Linked DNA regions of Mus musculus: region 1 is linked to region 2. The links are chromatin contacts, called in public Micro-C maps. All regions are on one chromosome and are shown on one strand. Each heading gives the region's core, a stretch centred on a gene start, on an enhancer-like site or on the middle of the called end of the contact. The rest is flanking DNA. Distances are from core to core; before and after follow the strand shown. Region 1 overlaps Tm4sf4 (transmembrane 4 superfamily member 4). Region 2 has its middle 39 kb from the start of Gm22269.

Evidence for each region. Hi-C and Micro-C count contacts between places; a contact is called where the count stands out from the background.
Region 1: a contact with region 2 is called in a Micro-C map of the HL-1 cell line, with 2.6 times the contacts expected there. The contact joins two enhancer-like sites.

The regions. Positions count from the first base shown.
Region 1 is chr3:57,434,236-57,438,266 of GRCm38.p6, reverse strand. It overlaps Tm4sf4 (transmembrane 4 superfamily member 4), which reads right to left. Exons shown (of 5, transcript NM_145539.2): 4 at 502-691. Among named protein-coding and RNA genes, the nearest start is that of Tm4sf4, 11 kb to the right of the region's middle. Within about 2 kb of position 2,261, at least 24 of the 459 cell types and tissues checked have an H3K27ac peak or open chromatin away from gene starts, as enhancers often do. A contact at or near this core is called in the HL-1 cell line, where this site is marked.
Region 2 is chr3:57,091,818-57,095,452 of GRCm38.p6, reverse strand. No RefSeq gene overlaps it. Among named protein-coding and RNA genes, the nearest start is that of Gm22269, 39 kb to the right of the region's middle. Within about 2 kb of position 2,067, at least 34 of the 459 cell types and tissues checked have an H3K27ac peak or open chromatin away from gene starts, as enhancers often do. A contact at or near this core is called in the HL-1 cell line, where this site is marked.

The sequences.
Region 1 (4,031 bases), core at 1,012-3,511, 340 kb before region 2:
TTGTTTAGGTTCTACATTGATCCTCTTCACTGGAGAAAGTGAGAGTTTGAGGCCAGATGTAATGTGCTTACAAGGAACATGCCCAGCTGGCAAACACTTTCTCAAAGCCCTTTTGTAAATGTTGAATGCACATACACACACACACACACACACACACACACACACACACACACACAGAGGGAGGAGAAAGAGCAAGACAGAGGGAGAGAGAGAGGGAGAGGGAGGGAGAGAGAGAGGGAGAGAGAGAGAGAGAGAGAGAGAGAGAGAGAGAGAGAGAGAGAGAGAGAGAGAGAGAGAGAGAGAGAGACTGAGTTAGGGAGTGTGGTCACTACACATGCAATAATATTGTTCTCTACATGTGCTGTTTGTATGAGCTGGCAGGAACCACAGAGTGGCTAGCTTTTTCCCAGGCAGCCATACTCACTACCCCTCGTCACATGGAGACGGTGGCCTGACTTGCCCTCCTTTGCTCTGAGAAGAAACAGGGGAATCCTAACTTACCCCACAGCAGCCACAGCACTGGCAGTCTCCACAGAGAGTTCCCAGGAGGCCATTGATCACCTGGATGGCACAGAGAACCATCTGGATCCCTCCGATGACCAGCAGAATGGAGAAGAGGGTGAGGTTCCAGGGGACCACATCACGGGGCTCTTTGCACTCGCTCCACAAGGCTTGGTCTTTTAGATAATCACTATAGGTGACAGAGATGCAGAGAGGAGGGAGACATTTGACAAATGTGTGTGTTGCCATTACTATTTCTCTTGTGCAAGACAAGCTCTATGATGAGATACCCTTTAATAACAATAAAAAGAACCCAAGCAAATCTCACTGAGTAGGTCGTTCATGCTGACACTGTCTGGGACACTTCACATTTTCACTCCTTTATTGTTTACAGAAAGCAAGGACTCTTTTTCTCCCATTCCACCAACAAGGATGCTGGCACACTATCCTTGTTTGTGGATGATGGGGCCATTGGAGGCACAGGGACTTTAAGTCACTTGTCTCAGTCACAAGCTACTAAATGACAGAGCAATGTTTGTGGGCTGGCCAAGAGGATGAATAAGCATGCACACATTCATAAAGAAGCAGAAAATGAAGCTGCAAAAGGTATGCACTGCATCCATGTTGGTGCCCTTCATCCTAGGTATTATTATTATTAGAGACCAACTCTATTGTCACAAATTATCAAGTGGCTATCCAAAGCCATGGAAAATAGACCATGTCTCATAACTAAAAGGAAGTATCTAATCCAGGTGTGATGGCTCACAGCTGTAATCTCAGCACTTAGGAGCTGGAGGCAAGATGCCTTGAGTTTGAGGCAAATCCCAAGCTATGGTGTAATAAATAGCCTGTCTCAACAAACAAAACACCCACCCCAAAAACAAACAAAAAAGATGCATCTCAGTGGGTATCGTGCTTGCCTGGCATGCACAAGGCCCTGAGTGTTATCCACTGCACAGCGTAAAAGAGATGAGGTGGTACATAGTTATAATTCTAGAATTAAGGAGGTGGAGGCAGGATCAGACATTCAAGTTCCTCCTTGGCTATATCGTTAGCTAAAACAAAAAGATCCAACTCAACAAATAACACAAATTGGGGATATGGAGAGACTGTTCAGTGGCTGCTCAACAAGAGATCCTGGTTCAGTTCCTGGCACCTACATGGGATCTTACAGCCATGTACAGTTTTAGGGATCTGGTGCCCTCCTCTGGCCTTCTCAGGCACCAGGCACATGGTGTACAGTCATACACACAGGGAAAACAACCGTACAAATAAGACAAAAGGAAAATATAAGAATAAACAGGGATTTAAGAGACAGCTCCATAATTAAGAGTATGTACTGCTCTTGTAGAGGACACAAACACGAGTGGCTTATACCTACCTGTGACCTCAAGCTATAGGAGATTAGATGTCTTCTTCTGGCCTCCATATGTTCCTGACACTTCTACAACTTGCACATGCATACACACACACTTTAAAATAAAAAATAAATCTTAAAAAAAAAAGACTAGAATCTAACCAAATTTTAAATGTAATTCAATTTTTTGTTAGCATACAGGACTTCCACATAGGAAAAGACTTAAATTTCTGTATAGGAAGAGCTTGTGGCATTCTAAAGGTGTGACATTTTGAGGGAGAAGTGGGTATTATTGTTCCCTAGAGACGGCGGGTAGGAGCTGTGGGGTCACACAGGGCTTCCTGCTTCCATGCTGGGCTATCTGTCAGACTTAAACCAGCCTGGGACACATGAAGTCCTGTCTAAGAAAGAAAAAAGAACGTAAAGCAGAGGTCTCCTAATGGCTTTACCCAAGGATGCGCCTCTAATGTGAATATTGTGGCATATAGAATTTACTCCTTGTTCCCTTAATATCACCATCAGCAAACATTTCTGAGAAAATGAGTGCTAGACTCCTCAGCACCGAGAGACTGGGTTTTATGGTCCAAGCTGGAATCTTGGGAGCCACTTTGGTAACATTTGCCTTTCCTCCTCACTCCTAATCCTGGGGACTTTCTTCATCTACACTAATCAGAGACTGGAGAGTTCTGGAATCTTGTTCCTTCCAATCAGGTTGATGCTGTGCTGTTTTCATTATGAAACTGTCACCTGACACTGCTGATGAATGAGTTGCCTGTCACTGTGAGGAATAGAGGAAGTGACATAGAATGAGATCACTCATGAGAGTAATGCCCCGGATACAGAGGGGGGTGGTGAGAAGAGGCCACATGCGAAGCACCAATACACAGGGCTCTGAAACACGTGTTCCTGCTTTTACCTTAGTCAACGCTCTGCTGTTATCTACAGGGCAATGGTCACTCTCCAGACCGTGGTCATCGATTCCATTCTACCCGAAGCAGGATGTGAATGTATCTATTCTAGGGGCGGGTGAGAGGCCTTCCAGGTCAGAACCACTGGGTTGTTGTATTTCTTTGGAGTAGTACTTTGCCCCTGTTGTGTTTCTGTTTCTCTAGCCTTTGTTTTTGACACAGCCTTTAGGAAGGCAATGTTTTTTACACAGCAGAACACCACAGAAATCTGTGGCAACACTGCAGGGATGCGGTTGATGGAAGCAATAGCAGAAGTGTTCACCAGAAAGAAGTAATCCACTGCTCTCCATATTCTTCCTAGGGGAGAGACTGAGCTATTGACAAAATACCTCAAGAGAAAGCTCAGCTCGCTGGTGTCTGAATGCTACATTCCTCAACCCAACCCCACAATGATGGAGTCTCAAGAGTTCTCTGAAAGACATGGGGATTTTCCACAGTAAAAGAAACATTTTGGAGTCGCTGCATGTGATGTGAAGATGACAGCCACCTCGACTTGGTTAGTTGTGAGAATAAAGTTGAGGTACTTGATGCCAGTGAACACACCAAGGCCACCAGATCTGAGCCAGGGCCTCCCACCTCCCTAGCTGAAGATGATTCTTGACGTTTCTAAGGATTTCGTTGCAAAGGAACAAAGAGGAGTCTCAGTTAATACAGCTTTCCCTCTGCATGCTCAGGTTCCACACTTGTAAGTTTGGTCATAAACAGCTGATAAAATGGCATCTGTAATGAACATGTCATTGTTCTCTAAGCAAAACAGTGTATCAATTGTTTGCATTGCATTTACATTGCATCAAGGATTATAAGCAATATGCAAATGCTGTGCTGGCCTGTGCAAGGCTAAAGTTATTTGGGTATAAATAACTATAGATGTCCTGGAGCCTCAGTAGACGATGAAGGACAACTGTTTATTGATATACTATGAGTTGTTTTTTTTTTTCTCCAATGGGCCCATTCTCTATGTGTTAGAATATCCAAGGGCCATACTTCCTGTCTCCCAATGATAATCAGTCACCGTGTGAATAGAGGGTCTGAGATAATGAACAGATGAGAAACAATCCAAGCTTCTCAGAGGATAGAGTGTAGTTATCTAACAGCACATCGACTGAAATGGAAACATCTGTATGTTTGCTATTCACCTAGTAGCTACAAGCCACAAACAGCTAGTGAGAACCTGAAATATGGCTAGAATTGTGGAGTTCAATTCA
Region 2 (3,635 bases), core at 818-3,317:
GTAAACAGGAGAAAAGGAGCTGAGCTCCAGCGTTCTCTCCCCTTTCTGATTCCTGGCTGACTGACTGTGAGCATAATATGGCTGGCTGCTTCACACTCCTGCAACCATGCCTTCACCAGCACAATGGACTGTATCCTCAAACCGTGAACTGAACCATTTCCTTAAGTTTCATTTGTCAGGTACTCTATCATAGCAATGAGAAATATAACAAATACAGTTAGAATTGAAAGCCTTTCTGGTTCCCGTCTATTAAGGGCAGAACTGATGAACCTTCCCATTGAACATTTCTCTCAACACTTGTGTCAGATGTCACTGCTGGCAAATTTCCAAGCCTGAGAATGTTCCCTTGGGATACACTGACCCATCGTTTCCTAATCTGTTTTGTTTTTGTTTGTTGTTGTTTTTTTCTGAAGAAAAAACAGAAATAGAAACTCAGAAATGAAAATCCAAAGCAAGATTGATTAGCATTTTTTTCTAGCCAGAAAAAGTCCAGCATAAAGATTATCCCTATGTGACCAAGGGATAGACGTCCTAAGGAACAGATGACTCTCTTGTTCTCTCTGCTCAGCCTTTGTCAGACACAGAATGCCTTTAACATCCCTAAATACTCGGTATTAGGATACAGTGGGATAAGGTCTTTCTGGATTAGCTAAAATCCTTGCCCTTTGAAGAAGATGGTAGTCTGAAATCCATGTAAATCCAGACGTGAGACCTGCATGTAATTGAGAATTAGCTAAGAAGATGAGAACAAACCAGCCACAAAGGCAACCAGTGAGGAAAGATCACAGGACTTTTTGCTCATAATAAAATATGGTAAAATAGTCAAGTGTCTAAACCAAGCAGATTCCAAGGCATAATAAAGAATGTGGAAGGTTTCACTGTGGGTATAAATGAAGTAAATAAACTTTTCAAAACATTTTGGCATTATTGTTTTGAAGAAAAGTTTCTCTTAAGGTGACCTTAAGCATTCCTATTAATTTCTGTCTTAGGCCCTAAGAGATCAAGATTAATATATACAACAATATATACAATACTATTGAAGTAGTTCAATGAATTCTTTTTTTATTAAAATAAACAGTTGGGGAAAAACAGAGCTAATATGTTATATTTTTTCATCCCAACATTATGTCACTAATCTTTGGAGGTAGAAGGACTCAATTTTACCTTGTTTATTGAGTTACTTTGAATATTCTTTGACTTTTAACTTCTGTATGTGCCCTGGTGTTGCTAAACTTGGGGCCTGTGCCACTAAGTCATTAACTTATCTTTGAACACTGACTACCCATGCTTCTTTGACTCTGAAGGGACAACAAAAATGAAGCCTTCACTGTGCTTAAGTAAGATGCCATTACTGCACAACACATAAGCTTGTTGGGCAGGACATGCTGTGAGGAAAGCATTTTGCACATTGCATGTGCATTTCTGTTATTTACCTGAGATAAAATTACTTAAAATAAAAAAGGTTTGTTTGAGTTCACAACTTCAAAGCTTTTAGTCTGTGTCCGGGCCCAGTGGCTTTGGTCCAGTGGCAGCTTAGCATTTGTGTTAAGAGTGATTGGCAGGGGAGACTTCTCTCTCATCATGGCTGCTGGGAACACAGAGAGAAACATGAGTCAGGTCCTAGTAGCCCCTTAAATAGCATGTCCTAATGACTAACTTCTTTCTTTTGAAGGTTACATCATTCAACAGTACCACAGGCTGTGGTTTAAGTTGCTAACCACAAACAGGTTTTTAGGGACTATCTTATTCAATGTTCTACTGCTGTGAAGAGACATCATGACCAAAGCAATTTTTATAAAAGAAAGCATTTAACTGGGGGCTTGCTTACAGTTTCAGATATTTAGTCCATTACAATCATGCCAGGGGGCATGGTGGCTTGTGTAGCACTGGAGCAGTAGCTAAGAACTACTAATCAGCAAGCAGAAACCTTAAAGCCTACCCTCAATGGCATACTTCCTCTGACAAGGCCACATTAACTCCAAAAAAGGCCACACCTTTTCCAACAAGGCTATACCTCCTGGTCTTCTCAAATAGCGCTACTCCCTGATGACTAAGCCTTCAAATATGTGAGCCTATGTGGCCTATTCTCACTCAAATTTCCATATTTCACTCCCTAGCATTCATAGGCTTGAAGCCATATCATAAAACAAAAATGCATGCAGTCCAACAACAAAATTCCTTATAATCTTTGAAAGTCTCAACACTGTTTAAAAGTCCAAAGTTCAAAGTTTTGAGGTTCATGGCCATTTCTTAACTGTAAAGCCCTGTAAAATAAAAATAAAAACCAGATTATATACTTTCAGCATACAGTGTCAACAGAATACACACTACAACTCTAAAAGGGATGAAACACTAGGTTAAAGTAAAAACAAAACATAGCAGGGCAAACTCTAAATTCTACATCTCCATGTCTGATATTAAAGTATTCAGATCTCTGGCTTCTTTCAGCTTTGTTGACTACAACCCACTTCTCTTGCATAGCTTGGTTCCATACCCAGTTGAAAGTTCTCCTTGGCCAGTATCCTATGACTCTGTCATCATAAACATCTTAGAATCCTTAAAACAACCCAGACTTCATCTCCACAGCTTCATCCAGTAGCCTCTCTGGGCCTCCATGCAGGAGAGTGTCTCTTCTGCCACACATCTAGCCTCAGTGGCTTTCATAGCTGCAGAGGGAGATTCCACAATCACTTCCTTATTGACTCTAAAGCCAGAACCATGCTGCTAAAATTGTCACAGTCTTCTGCTTGGTGGGACTAGAACTTTGTCCCCCTCCTTCAATTACATTTGTATTAACTTTCTGTTGTTGATGGTTTCCTTCACTTCTTAAAATTTCCTTTAATTCCCTTTTACAAGCATAGCTGGGTGGGGTCTTGTCTTGAGATTACTACTCTTTTTTTTTCCATTTAGCATCAGGCTTTTCTTTAAACCTTTAGTCTCCATGGTCACTGGAATTCGCTCCATTAACTTCCTGGTGCCTTTGTACTTTCTCTGTGTCCGTCTTGCTCTAGCTGTGTGATCTAGTTAGTCAAAAATGGGTGTCACGCAATGGAAGTCCAAGAATCCTATAGTTGCTCGGTCTTTGAGACTACATGTCTCAGCTCTCTTCAGTATATGCAGAATCCTAAAGAAGCCAGCTCTAATGCCAGTCAAAGAGTGGGCTTACCAGTGAGAGCTAAAGTAAGCAGATAAAACGAGAAAGCATCCTCCTTCCAAGTCCTTTATGTCAACTGCCAGTAGATGTGGCCAAGGTTGGCAGTGGATATTTCCACCTAAAGAGATCTTTATGAAAAGTTGTCCTTCCCACTTCAAGTGATTTAATTAAGAAAAGAATCTCTCACAGATGTACCCAGTCACTTGGGTTTTAGTTAATTTCAAATGTAGTCAAGTTGACAACCAAGAATAGTCATCACAGGGACCATTCAGGATCTAAATATCAGCACATACAGTCATTTCAAGGATCAGTTTAAGCAATGTATTTTTGAAAATGCCAGCATATAATCTATAAATATGCACAGGTGCCACACTAGATGTGGAGTTTTCCAGTTACTAGACAATTTTGCTTTTCTAGCCTGCTTGCTCATTTTCCTCAATTTGCTAAATAAGTGTGCTTTTGTTGCTGAAAAGTGAGGCTC